4 separate regions of the Mus musculus genome follow, and all the other regions are linked to region 4. The links are chromatin contacts, called in public Hi-C, HiCAR-type and promoter capture Hi-C maps. All regions are on one chromosome and are shown on one strand. The core of a region is the stretch at or near the end of the contact, and the rest is flanking DNA. Distances in the headings are between cores, read along the strand shown. Region 1 holds the start of Wdr12 (WD repeat domain 12). Region 2 holds the start of Acadl (acyl-Coenzyme A dehydrogenase, long-chain). Region 3 holds the start of Nop58 (NOP58 ribonucleoprotein). Region 4 holds the start of Ndufs1 (NADH:ubiquinone oxidoreductase core subunit S1).

Region 1 (3,259 bases), core at 345-2,844, 3.1 Mb after region 4:
TCTGAACAAGGAAATTTTTTTTCCCTGTATTTTGGGCAGAGGTTTTTCTCATTTTATGCCTCCACCTACATCAGTGGTAAAAACTTCTATTGGTAGCTCTTATGAGAAAAATAGTTAACATTTTCTGAGTGCTTCTTATGCGACATTAAATTGTCACAGCTAATCTTAGTGTGGCACAGAGGTTAAGTAACAGGTAGAATCAAATTCAGGCATTCCTGTAATGGGGCATGCAATTCTGTAAAATGAATAAACTGAGAACAGTCATGCTTTTTGGGTCGTTGTCCACTTAACAAATGATTGTTTTCGCCTCCAACTGACTAGATAACTTCTAGTTTTCTACGGATTTAAATTTAATTAGGCGACATATAGAAAACCTCTCACCATATTCACTGGTTCACTCATACCGCTAAGCCAACACATTTTGCAATCCAGTTCTGCCTGACTCTAAATTGCTGTCTCAGAGTAGTGTGTCCCTGTACCCCACCCTACCCCCGGAGGTTTTCAGACGAATGCCTTAAAAAAGTGACTTTGGGATCTTAAGAGTAATAGCCCCCATCTATTCTCCACTCAGGAAAATAACTAGAGTAATAATCGAGACCATTGAGACCGAGACAAGCCTTTGAGTGACATCAAGATTAAAAAAATAATTAATAATTAATAATAATAATAATAATAAAAGAAGCCCGAAAGCAGGGGAGAAGGTGCAGAGGACACTTTTCTAAACGTCAGACTCGGAAAGGAGGGGAGAGGCCCCTCTCGGGCGGGCGCTCCGGCCCAGGACTCGGATGCTCCGTGGCGGTGGTGCGTTCTCGGGCTCCGCACCCTCTGCGGGACAGACACCTCGCCTCCCCCTGCGGCAGCCTGCCTTCTCCCGGCCGCGGGGCCCCTCCCGGGCCCACGGCGAAGGAGCCGCCGTGGAGGCGGACGAGGGCGCAGGGACAGCGCACAGCGGCGTCCGGCGACGGCCGGGGGCGGGGGCCGGCGGTTGCTCCCAGCCCGGGAGGGTCAGGAGGTGACGGGAGGAGGCGGCAGGGGGACGAAGGGAGGTTGGGAGGGAGCGTCCGGTCGCTGGGCACAGACAGCTCTGCCAGGCCTCCGGCTCCCCCAACCCTGCCGCCGCAGCGAGCCCCACAACGCGAGAGGGGAGTCCGCCGTAAGCAGAAGGGAGAAAATTCAAAACGAGACTACTCAACCTCGTCTTGGCTCCGAGGCCGCGCCGTGGAGACCAGCACAATGCGCAGGCGCACCCCTCCTGGAGGCGCAGCGCAGGTCCATCAGATTAGACCCTTCTCAGCCACCGTCGCCCAGTTCCCTTCCGACTCGTTCTCCTTTCCCGAGTTTCCGCTCTGAAGCCAGAGGTAAGAACACATGGTCTCGGCCGAATTTGGCTGTTGGAACAGTGCACACAAGACGAACAGATGGGACCTTTGTCACTCAGAATAAAGAAGCAGGAAGTGTAATATCTGCCCGGAGAAAGGAGTATTAAAAGCAGATATGAGACCCTAAATGCGGTGTGGCAAAATAAATAAAGCCTACAACTCCCAGTGTTCAGAGGGTCTGAAACGCGCTCCCTTCTGGGGTTTGTAGTATCTGAGCGCTGAGTCTAAAGGGTCTGGGTCTAAAGACACGCTTAAAATTTGGCTCAAGCTAGTTATTTTCTTTATTTTCCTAATAGATTACGAATCTAGATAGATAAGAAACAAAAGTCTTAAGGGGACTGGATGCTTTTAGGACTACGCTTGACTAATCGATGTTTCCTAAATCTCGGAATAGGTACTTGATGTGTGCGGGCTGGGCGCTGGTGGAAATCGAACCTCGTGGTATGTTCTGTAGGAACCTGAGGGAGCTAACTGAAGCCTAGCTCCTGCTGCGCTTGCGGCGCAGTCTACCTTAGAGCTGCTTGATTATCAACGCACACATTTTCGTGGAGAAGTCTCGTGTGTATATTCAGCCATGGCACAACTCCAGGCACGTTTCTACAGCGAGAACAAGAAGTAAGTAAGGGTTCCAGCTTCTGTCCCTGTCTTCCAGGAGCCGATCTCGTTTGAAGACTCCTTCGATTTGATCCTTGCTGTTTTGACTGGGGATATACATTAAAGAAGAAACGGACAAGGTTTTAGTAAATCAAAGTTGAAAGAACTTTAATAATTATAATGGCTACAATTAAAAGAATTTATTGCAAATAAGATAAGCTGACTGATAGAAAAAAATAAAAAAGACTTCATTCGCCTTCCCCTTCACGTGCCCCGCACTTCTGCCCTGTCTCATTTGGAAGCGGTGTTCACGTCTTCTTAAATCTCCGTTTTCTACCCACTTTCATGAGCTTTTCATAATTTGACGTGTGTGGAGGACCAGGGCTTCACGTTTGCTTTCTGCATGCTGCACACATCATGTCAGTAATTTGAGAGTTGAACAGGCTTGTCCGTTAACGGTGTCTCGTGGTTTCTGAAAGCACAACTTCATCCCCCCCCCCCCCCCAAACAGACTAGAAACTGGCTATGGAGTTTGTAGAGCTGTTTTTTTAATTAGAATGAAGCCAATTCAGTGTCCGATTTGATTAGGTGTATTTTGTGTGAGTGTGTCCAACTTAGGTTTCTCTTGTTGTGATAAAACACTGACAAAAAGCAATTTGGGGAGGAAAGGGTTACAGTCATCTCAGAGGAGGCCAAGATAGGAGGAACTCCTGGCAGGAACTGAAGCAGAAACCAGAGGTGAGGGGTGGGGGTGGGGGCAAGCTGCATTTGCTCTCCCAATGGCTAGCTAGCTAAGTTTGCTTTTAAAATACAGGGTGGCTCTACTCAGTGGGCTGGTTCCTCCTACATCAGTTATTAGTCCAGAAAATGTTCCCGCAGACTTGCCTGCAGACAACCACTATAAGGGAATTTCCTCATTTCAGAGGACCTTGGCTTCTCTCTAGTTGATAAAACAAGGACTGTGTGTATATATTTGTATGTGTGTACTTCTGTGTCTATATATTAATAAGTCATATAGATGTCAACGTTGCTGGTGATACATGTATAATGGCGCTCGCCTTTAATTCCACGACTCGGCAGGCAGAGGCAGGTGGATTTCTGAGTTGGAGGCCAGCCTGGTCTACAAAGTGAGTTCCAGGACAGCCAGGGCTATACAGAAAAACCCTGTCTCGAAAAACCAAAAAAAAAAAAAAAAAAAAAAAATATATATATATATATATATGTGTGTGTGTGTGTGTGTGTGTATATATATATATATATATATATATATACATAATGTATAGAAT
Region 2 (3,341 bases), core at 125-2,624, 3.7 Mb before region 4:
TCCTACAAGAGAAATATGGCTCAAAGGGGTTTGTGAAATCCTGGTTATTGTTCAACCTTTCATATCATTAGAATACAGCTGATCCTACACTTACAAGCTTGTTTCTTATATGTATGTGTAAGGCCTGAGTCCGATCCCCAGGAATAAGTGTACACACACACACACACACACACACACACACACACACACACACACTACTTGTTTGTTTTTATTTTATAAAAGGAAACAATAACTTCATGATAAACCAGATGAACAGGATCTTAAACAAACGTGCCTCCAGTTAGCCTTAGCAAGAATGCAACAGAGCAAGGACACACACCATTTGCATTAATTCTGCCACTAGGAAACCCGGGGAAAAAAAAAAAAAGACAAAACAAACAGCCCCACCCCCAACCAGATCAAGTTACTCCTAGAAAATAAACGACTCTTCTGAGCATTTGTAAACATAGCCCTAGGGAAGCAGAAAGACAGGTAGATCACTACCAAACCGGCTAGCCAAATCTATAAACTCCAGGTTCAGTGAGAAACCTGGAGGGCAATTGATGAAGACATCTGATAGGAACTTCTGGACTCCACATGAGTGCACGACAGACAGACGACACACATGAATGAAATGTAATCTAAAATTATTTTTTTAAATAAAAAAAGACTATGTTTTCCAGATTGTTGGTGCCGTGAAACCCTAAAGCTTTTCTTTGAAACATTTCTGTATGTCCTACTCAGTGGGCTGTCAGTAGTTGATTGCTAACACAAAATGTCTTTCACTTTCACTATTTCAGATTCCGTAACTGTTGTTATTAGAAAGGCCCCCTTGCCTCCTTAGAAATCGATGTAATGTACACATTCTTTAGAGTTCAAAACCTGTCAGGCATTTCCCATTACAAATCATCAAATCCATAAACCCAAATAATACATGTCCTTGAATTGAACCAAAACAACAACAAAAAAAGGAAACAACCATATGCGAGTTCAAGTACTATTGGAGAATTGAACCAATTGTTATTCCGTTATCAAATATACTTACTTATTTATTTTCAAAGAGTAGCTACAAACGTTTGCAAGGAAAAAAACAAAACCAAAACAAACAAAAAACCCAAACCAAATCAGCACAATCCTTTACAGTGAGTACTCATACATTTATCGACATTCAGAGAGCTTTCCGAAGTTAGAAAATTAACTCCATGCACCTTTCAGTGCGGGGGTGGGACGACTCTCCAGGGAACCCTCGCTCAGCCCTGCAGCCGGGAGGGGAGGGCGCACGGGGCGTCGCGCAGAGCCTGGCGCAGACCCCGCCCGAGCTGGCGGCACCGCCCTGCGGCCCGCAGTTGGCTGTCCCCGAGGCCCGCCCCACCGTCCCGCCGTCCGGCCGCCCCTCTGTCCGCCTGCCCCCGCCGCGGAGCCCGCCAGTCCCGTCCGCCGCCGTCCATCCCGCCATGGCTGCGCGCCTGCTCCTCCGCTCCCTGCGCGTCCTGAGCGCCCGCTCGGCGCCACGCCCGCTGCCCTCCGCCCGGTGAGTGCGGGTACAGCCTGGGGTACCGGCAGCCGGGGCGGCGGAGCTCTGGGGATGGGGTGTGACGCGCTACGGTCAAGCCGGGGCGACGCGGCCGGAGGAAGGGACCGGGCCTTCTCTCCGGAACCCGGGGCTGCCCGCTGTGGCGTGGAGAACTCGGGGTGTCCCCACCACGGTCCGCCGCGCCCCAAAAGGCAAGGCAACCCCTAATGCTCGCTCCAGGCCTGGGCCCCGCCCCACGTCCTACAGTGTCCCGTGAACTGACTTTGAAAGTGTTGTCCCAGCTTTAGCGGGAGCGATCACCCCCTGGGCGCTCTGCCACCGAGTAGTGCGACCTTTAGCCCAGTTGGAACGGAGACTGGGGACTGCCACCTGACAGTGAACTTGGGACTTGGTGTGCGGAGGCGGGGACCGGAAGACCAGAGCAACTTCAATCATCCCGACTCAGGCGTCCAGGCGTAGGCCCCATCTGATAAATTAGTTGTACACTTATTACTAAATCCTTAAACTAATTAAATGTAGAGGGATTAATGGGCAGCTCCCAAGAGCTTTAGAGACTTTTGGGGGTGTTTATACTGAGATCAAGTTTTACCTGTCTAAAAATCCATTCCTTGGATAAAGCAGACTGGAAGTGTAAAGCTTTGTTAATTATGGTGGCAGGACATTTAAATGAGCTAATTAGCACATTGTTGCGAAGTACAATACAGTGCTGTGGTAAAGCTTATCCATCCGGAGGAGACTTGGGAAAGTTCCGAGGACTTTAAGATAGGAATGCTTTTCTATTCTCCGGAGGAAGTGATGTTCTGACGCTCTTAAAATTAGAGCACCCTGAAGATGAACAGAGACACCTGCATCGGTGGCAAAGGACAGGCCAGCTGACTCATTGCTGGATGCTGCGAAAGGGTGTGTTCCTATTGTTCTAGCTTTTCTTATTTCTTTTTATGTTAATAATATTTCTGTATTTTTTTAATTAGAGAACCCCCCAAATGATCTTATTTTGATTCAAGTGTGGGAAGAAGCTCTGCCTTACAGAGGATTATTGGAGAATGGTCAGTGAGCCAGGAGCTATAGTTTTATCGTCACGGGTTTCTTAAAGGGTTATGAGTATAATGGCCAACGATCCAGTTGAAAGGCAGTCTGAGTCAGCATTTATGGAGCGAGGCCTAGGCTGAGCCCAAGAACGTTTACATCCAGCTGCCAGGGCCTGAGTGTGCCAATGGGTCATTTCATTTAGTCTGACTTTTTTTTATGTAAATGAGGCTTTAAAGCGGTGGCCCAGGCCTGTAATTCCCCCTCCACACACACTGGAGGCAGAGGCCAGGGGATCATGATGAATTTGAAGCTTCCTTGGAGCTGCTTAGTGAGACCCTGACTTAAAAGACAGAGAAAACAACGGACACTAGCCTGAAGGCTATTGATTTGTTCAGTACAGGTGTCTCCAAACTGAAAATTGATGTTTCACCAAACTTAACTGCCAAGTAAATGATAGCAGGAAAGTGTTTATTTATGCATTTCTTTTTTCTGTAGTTAGAAATATTACATTTTTTTTCTTAGCATATTATAGGGTGTACCATTTTAAGACCCAGACAGATTTACACACAAGTTCTCTACTTTATAGTGATAAACAATTCCACCTGAATCTCAGAAGCCTGGTATTCTAATCTCAGCGTTGCTTTTACACGGAGGACAAATATATACTTTAAAATGCTTACCTCATAGCAATAAATTGAAAGCAGTCATCTCAGTTATTAGGGATAAAATAAACTTTGTTGTGATCTGAGAAACCACCTGCAGGTCTTGTGCCTGGTTTTCTCTGACCTTTAAAGCTTGG
Region 3 (3,299 bases), core at 158-2,657, 3.5 Mb after region 4:
AAGAGAAAGCTGTATAGCTGGCTTGGTTATACAGGAATCAATGAAGCTGGGGAAAGGGTTCCAGCTCAGTTTCTGGGCTGAAGAATGTACAGCCCAGTCAGCCTTGCCATGATAATAAGCACCTCAGCATTTGTCCTGAGACCTAACAACATTCATGTTGTCTACATTAAAGCACAGTATACCTTCCTCCTCCTCCTGTTATCATCACATAGTAAAATAATCTTTAAAGAAAACAAACTATAGCTGGGCGGTGGTGGCCCACGCCTTTAATCCCAGCACTTGGGAGGCTGAGGCAGGCGGATTTCTGGGTTCGAGGCCAGCCTGGTCTAAAGAGTGAGTTCCAGGACAGCCAGAACTACACAGAGAACAACTGTCTTGGAAAAACAAAGCCACTCACTACTCAAAACCTTCCAATCATGCCTGGAAGGACCCTGATCTTGGACCCCAGCTTTAATCTAGTTAAATATAAATGAAATGTTAGGGGCCAGCCAAGCCTACATAGGGAAAGCCTGCCTCAAAAGTAAATAGAGTCTGGCGGTGATGATGCACACCTTTAATCCCAGTACTCAGGACGCAGAGGTAGGTGGATCTCTGAGTTCAAGGCTAGCCAGGTCTACAGAGGGAATTCCTGGAAAGCCTGAGCAGCACAGTGAAACCCTATCTGGAAAAGCCCAAAATAAATATCTGAGGCTGGAGCGATAACTCGGCGGTTAAGAGCACTGACTGCTCCTCCAGAAGTCCTAGTTCAAATCCCAGCAACCACATGGTGGCTCACAACCATCTGTAATGGGATCTGTAGCCCTCTTCTGGTGTGTCTGTTGACAGCTATAGGGTACTCATATACATAAATTAGATAAACATTAAACCGATCTTGGATTGGAGGTGTAACTAGGTGACAGGGCGCTGATCTAACATGTACAAAGCCTCAGGTGATTAAATGAACGCTTTATTGTCACTTGTAAAAAAGGGTCCTGCCCATTTTTTAAACTGAGTAAAGCAGAGGTCGCCCTAAATTCGGAGAAGCCACGTGTTCACCTGAACCAGCGGGCTCTTGATTTTTCACATCTTTTCGGAGCCCGGGGACTTGAAGACACTAAAATGTGTTCCGTTGTTCGTCTCTCCTTAAATCTTACCCAGCTCTCTGTCCCACATAAGCCTCTTAGCTCAACAACTCCATCTCACCTACCTTAAAGATGGCGTAGCCAACGGACGTTTCAAACAGGACCAACATGATGAGACCAGGTCAGGGCGGCGCTACGCGGCTAGCCGCGAGCCCTTACGCCACTGCAAATGACTACCTTTCAGTCGCTGAAGACCCGCTAGGCCTTGGACGCGGGGGAGCGCAAACGCCGTCGCCTCCCCGCGGACGAACAGACCACGTTGCTCAGCCGCTCCACACCTCTCCTCGTGGAGCAGCAAATATGCGAGTCTCCTTCTCTAAGAATTCTGGGAAGTAACGTCACTTCTGGTCGCTCAATGCCGCAGAGCGTGAGATCATTTCCGGGTTTTTCCCGCCCACAGTAGAATCCGGAAAGAGACGGCCTTAAAATATCGCGAGACTTTTTTTTTTTTTTTTTTTTTAAGTTTTGGACTGTGGCTGGAAGCTGTCAGTTTATTAGGTCATGTAAAGAAGAAAAAGTTCTGTGTACATTATATTTTGTATTATATATAATATATAAATTACATGTGTATAATTTACAGCACACAAAACGATTTACAACACATTATGCTATGCCCCGCCCCGCCATGTAAAGGACATTTTATTTTAAAACAACACAGAACACTTTTTCTTGATGAGGACGTGCACTCGGGTCCCATCAGTGAGTTCCACGGGATCTGACCTGGAACCGGAGTTGTAGGCAATTGTAAGCCGTCACGTTGGTGCTGGGAACCCAACCAGGTCCTCTGCAAGGGAAGCAAACTTTTATAACCAGCAACATTTCCTGGTGGTTCTTCTCTGGTCAAACAGGTTTTTAGCAAAGATTTCTTTTATAGCTATAAATATAGATATTTTCGGAGGCGGGAAGGGTTGTGTTTAAAATGATTCCAAGGTATGAATTTATGTATGTCTCAATGTAATTTCTTTTATGGAAACTTTCAGCCTCAGTGGCTGGATTTACTTTAAAACAAAGTCTTATGTATCTTAGACTAGCCTCAAACTCAGTAGGAAGTAGAGAATGACCTTGCTCAAAAACAATTTGTTTGTTTGAGACAAGGTCTCCATGTAGCCTTGTAACTATCTCTTGTAACTAGGTAGACCAGAGAAGTTTGAGTCATAGAGGTCCTCCCACCCCCACCTCCACAGTAGTGAGGTTACAGGCATATGCCACCACACCAACTTTATTGGTGCTGGGGATGGAACCAAAGGTTGGGTTCCATACATGGTAGGCAAGCACTCTACTAACTGAGCCATATCCCTAGCCTTGCTTTGGCTTTTTGAAAAAGGACCTCAGTATCTAGACCAGGTTGGCCTTGAATCATTGTCCTCCTGCCTCAGCCTTCAGAGTGCTAAGATTAGATATATCTGTGTGGCTATGTACTTTCAATGACAAGATTTAAATACCCCAGTTCTTCACAAATCTAGCTTCCAATAGCTGTAGAACGTTCCTAGTTGCCTAGTTCTAAACATTAATTTTGGATCTACAGAAAACTGTGGAAGATTAACCAACTTGACGTTCTGTAACACTTTTACAGTATGAATGAAGAGGAAAGAGTATCCTTGTTTGGACAGCAGAAAAGATGGACATATGGGGAATACAAGGGGATTCCTAGGGCTGCAGGCAAGAGCAGAATTGATTATAGCTACAGTTACATTTACCATATTTAGGGAGACAAGAGAAAGCAATAGAAGAAGAGAACAACAGTACAATGGGGCAGAGATAGCACCATAATAGCTTGATTTGGGAAAAGAACATAGAGCCAGATGGATGAGCCAGAAGCACATGTCTCTTCATATATTTAACTCCAACTATTTAATGTCTTGTGTACTTAATACAAATATCATTTCCTGGAGAGTTCTACCTGCAGTTCATGCTTAACAGTGTCCAGGTACCTTTGTGTTGGATCTGATTAGGTAATTCTTATGATTTAAATTAAGGAGTGCCTTCAGGAAGGAAAATTCTTTTCCTTCCATCTAAACATTTGTATCTTTTTTTTTTCTAAAAGGAAAAGATGCCTTTTACTGAATGAGAAATCGCTGGCATGCATTTTCCAGAATTTGTCCTTGAAAATTGCCACTTACACAACTCTCTCAATACTGTCCTTCAGAACTGTCTCAGATTTAGATTTGGATATTGTCC
Region 4 (3,314 bases), core at 218-2,717:
GGAGACATTGTATTCAGTACTCACTACGGCTTACTCTTTCAGAATGAACATCTGTTTGAGATTTCATTAAGTATGCTCACTTCCATTCTTAGTGAACTGGAATCCACTTCCCCAAACTTCCACCCTTGCTGGTAGTTTCAGAAGAATGGCCAGGGACCGAATGAGCGAGCTACCCTCACACCCCAGCGGTGGCCCCCCCAGGTCCAAAGCACATGATCAGAGAGGTGTGGGAAAGGTGAACTGCGGTTGTCCATGTTCTACCTGTTCTGTGAGAAAATGGAGGACTTCAGTCTCTTGGCCTTGTAAGGTCACAAAGAAATTCAGCTCACACTAGGTCAGCAATGCTAAAGCCAACTTTAACCCGGTCCCTACTTTGCATGTGAAAATCCAGGTAGCACAAAGATACCTTTACCTGGCCTTTTCTTTTTCATACGACTTGATGTGATTATACCAACGTAGGGCATGACACAGGTCAGCAGGTGGTGGACCAGAAACTGCTTCAAATACTGCCACGTCTGCTTGTGATGGCACGTACCTGCCAGTGACACAAAAACAAGTGCACAGACCTTTAAAAGAAAAGACACAAACACTAGCTGGTAAATGACATAGCCCATATCCGTCAAGCTAACTAGTGAGAACAATTACAGGGCTAGCCTAAGTTGCTTCTCATTGAAAGGACACAGAACATGTTTGAATCTAGGCAAGCCCAAGAACTATCTGCCACCCAGGAGAACTCATCCCACCAGACTTGCCACAGGTTTCAACTAACAAACTAACTTGTCCAAAGACGCGGAAGAACCAGCTGGACGTGGGCACACGGAGAGCAAGCATCATCTCAATTATAATGCTGGCAGCCCCTCCCGGGAGGTCCCGCTCCATTGGCATCCCGGCCCCGGGAGCACTGACTCGGCGTCCCCCAGCATCCGGAGACCCGCTTCCTTCCCGCCGAGCCCGCGCCACGTGGCCCCGGCCCCCCAGCCTCTCGGCTCCTGCTCACCCCTCAATGTAGCTCTTGTCCGCCAGGTAATCGTTGAGCACCTGGAGGCCGGCAGGGGTTTTCAGGTCTCCGAATCCCATGGCGAAGGCTGGAACGGGGAGCTGTGCAAAAGCGGAGGACGAGAGCGCCGGGAGGCCGCGGCCAGCGCTGAGGGAAAAAAAGGACCCAGAGCGTCCGGAAAACTCCTTATATAGAGACGGAGGCGTTTCCCTCCGCCGCCCCGGCTAGAGGTTAAAGGTCAAGGTCCGTTCCTAGTCTCGGTCCTCCGCGTACCACTGCGACTTGGTAACTAAAGGGCCCACAGGTCGTCCGCCGGCCTTCCCTTGTCTTTGGAAGAAAATTAATAAAGGAGGCATTTTAAAATGCCTTCGCTCCAAGGACTCCGAAACGAAGGGAAACGCCCTCTGAGGAGCCGGAGTTGAACGAAAGCGCTCGGACGCAAGGCCTCGGCTACTTCCGGCGGAACTGCAGGTCCAAGTCGTCTTCTCCGCTTCCTCCCGGGCTCGCTCTCGGAAATTGCCGAACAGGTCCGAAGACGGGGAAAAACAGTCGAATCTGTGTTTCTAGTCCCTCCTGGCTTTCCGTCCTCCAGGTCGGGCTGACAGAGGTTGCCGTGGCCGCCATATTGACTTAGCGGCCAGGGTTTTGAGGGGTCAGGGAGACCCGGACAGGTCCGCGGAACTACTCGGTGGGCTCCGGAGGAAAGGTGAGGACGCGTTGAAGTGGGCAAGTTGAAGCGCTTCGAGTGGTGTTTTCTTTTTTGGCAGGTCTGCATCCCATAGGTCAGACAAGCCGTTCTCCTCTTGCCCTTGACTGGGTACCAGCTCCTGCCCCGCCACCTCTGGAACCCGGGAGAGCCGGCAGGTGAGGGTTATGAGCCTTGGTTTCTGGTCTGATGGAGCCTAAGCCGATCAGGAGACCTTTGGGAGTCCGGGCTTGCGAGCTACTCTCTCTTTGCAGGGGAAGACAGGAGATGGCCCTGTCATCAGGAGACCGGTTCATCTCCCAGGGTCACGAGAGACTTAAACCTCAGGCATCGGTTTAGTTGCTGTCTTGAACCTGTCCACGCTACTGTTTGTTTTTGTCTAGCCCGGTGATCATGTTGGGTAGTATTTTATTCATTCCACCGACGGGGAGAACTGACAAAAACTAAAAGTTAGCTCAGTCGGAGCTGGAGGGAGAGTCAAGCGGTTAAGAGTGCCTTGCAGAGAGGATCCGAGTTCGGTTCCCACTAGCCCAGTCAGAAGACTCCCAGCTGCCATGTAACCTTATCAGGGAATTCTCCACTCTCTTTTGGACTGTGAGCACCGGCACTTAGAAGTGCACATTACCCACACACAGATAAGCACATGCACACATAAACTAAAAATGAATCTTAAAAAGTTAGCCTGGAGTCCGCTGCAGATCAGGAAGCTGCGGTGTCTTCAAGTTTGTGAGGTTCATGTCTGTAAGACCAAACAGATTTCTGGGATCCACCCCCACCCCATCACTAAATCTAATATTCTAAGCCAGCTCATCAGCGCCTTTTAGAAAGTTACTTTTATAAGATACAGCCAAGATATTAGAGCCAGGGTGTGATGATGGTACCTGTCTGTAATTCCAGAAAGGGGAGGCTGAGATGTGAGGATTGAACGGAGAACTTTGTGTGTGATTAGGTAAGGACTCTACTAACTGAGCTACATCCCTGACTTGACTGGCTATTTTTGTTCCTATTTGGTAGATACTATGTCTAAAATACATATTAGAGCTGGGAAAGATCTTAGTTGGAAATGATGCTTGCCAATCCTGACATCCTGAGTTAGATCTCCAGGACCCACATTGATGGAAAGAAAGAACTGACTTTCAAAGGGTGTCCTTTAACTTTCACAGGCACCCGCCCCACCCACCTCCTTGTGTGTTTATGGTGACACTCACGGAGTAAGTAAATGAATGTCAACAACAACAACAACAGTAAAATATATACCAATCTGGACATGGTGGTGCGTGTTGATAATTCTGCTCCTTGCTTGGGAAGTGGAGGCCTGAAGTTTAGGAGTCCAAGTTAATCCTTGACTTCATAGCAAGTGTGAAGCCAGTCTGAGGTACATGAGGTCTGTCTACAAACAAACAAACCCCACCAAGTAGAAAACCCCAGTAAAACAAACTGTACAGTGTAGAAGCCAGGTTATCCCCAAACTCTTGATGTAGTGCAGGCTGTTTTTATGGGATGAAGCTTCATGGGTGTAGATCAGGCTGGCCTCAAATTCATGATTCTCATGCTTTAGGTTTCCCAGTGCTGGAATCACAAGCATTGGCCCTGTGCTTGGCCTCATCAGTA

What was found. Promoter capture Hi-C pulls out the DNA fragments that hold promoters and counts their contacts. A called contact is a pair of places that touch in the nucleus more often than the background predicts. HiCAR-type assays count read pairs that join an accessible place to other places.
Region 1: a contact with region 4 is called in a HiCAR-type map of astrocytes, with 2.8 times the contacts expected there. The contact joins the promoter of Wdr12 here to the promoter of Ndufs1 in region 4. A contact is called at or near these places in 2 of 484 Hi-C or Micro-C datasets (CD4 T cells and embryonic stem cells) and 1 of 115 datasets of contacts at active chromatin or transcription factors (astrocytes).
Region 2: a contact with region 4 is called in a promoter capture Hi-C map of pre-B cells, with 3 times the contacts expected there. The contact joins the promoter of Acadl here to the promoter of Ndufs1 in region 4. A contact is called at or near these places in 2 of 39 promoter capture datasets (liver and pre-B cells).
Region 3: a Hi-C map of B cells shows a contact between it and region 4, with 7 read pairs. The contact joins the promoter of Nop58 here to the promoter of Ndufs1 in region 4. A contact is called at or near these places in 6 of 39 promoter capture datasets (the C10 cell line, cranial neural crest, hippocampal neurons and 3 more), 2 of 484 Hi-C or Micro-C datasets (B cells and CD4 T cells) and 2 of 9 other capture datasets (adipose tissue and liver).

The regions. Positions count from the first base shown.
Region 1 is chr1:60,096,242-60,099,500 of GRCm38.p6, reverse strand. Wdr12 (WD repeat domain 12) reads left to right here and starts at 1,594. Exons shown (of 13, transcript NM_021312.5): 1 at 1,594-1,994. The coding sequence starts at 1,954. It overlaps Carf (calcium response factor), which reads right to left and starts at 1,254. Exons shown (of 16, transcript NM_139150.5): 1 at 1,194-1,254.
Region 2 is chr1:66,861,342-66,864,682 of GRCm38.p6, reverse strand. It overlaps Acadl (acyl-Coenzyme A dehydrogenase, long-chain), which reads left to right and starts at 1,374. Exons shown (of 11, transcript NM_007381.4): 1 at 1,374-1,510. The coding sequence starts at 1,434.
Region 3 is chr1:59,683,114-59,686,412 of GRCm38.p6, reverse strand. Nop58 (NOP58 ribonucleoprotein) reads right to left here and starts at 1,407. Exons shown (of 15, transcript NM_018868.2): 1 at 1,187-1,407. The coding sequence starts at 1,231.
Region 4 is chr1:63,174,975-63,178,288 of GRCm38.p6, reverse strand. It overlaps Ndufs1 (NADH:ubiquinone oxidoreductase core subunit S1), which reads left to right and starts at 1,467. Exons shown (of 19, transcript NM_145518.2): 1 at 1,467-1,703. It overlaps Eef1b2 (eukaryotic translation elongation factor 1 beta 2), which reads right to left and starts at 1,458. Exons shown (of 6, transcript NM_018796.3): 1 at 998-1,458; 2 at 413-535. The coding sequence starts at 1,077.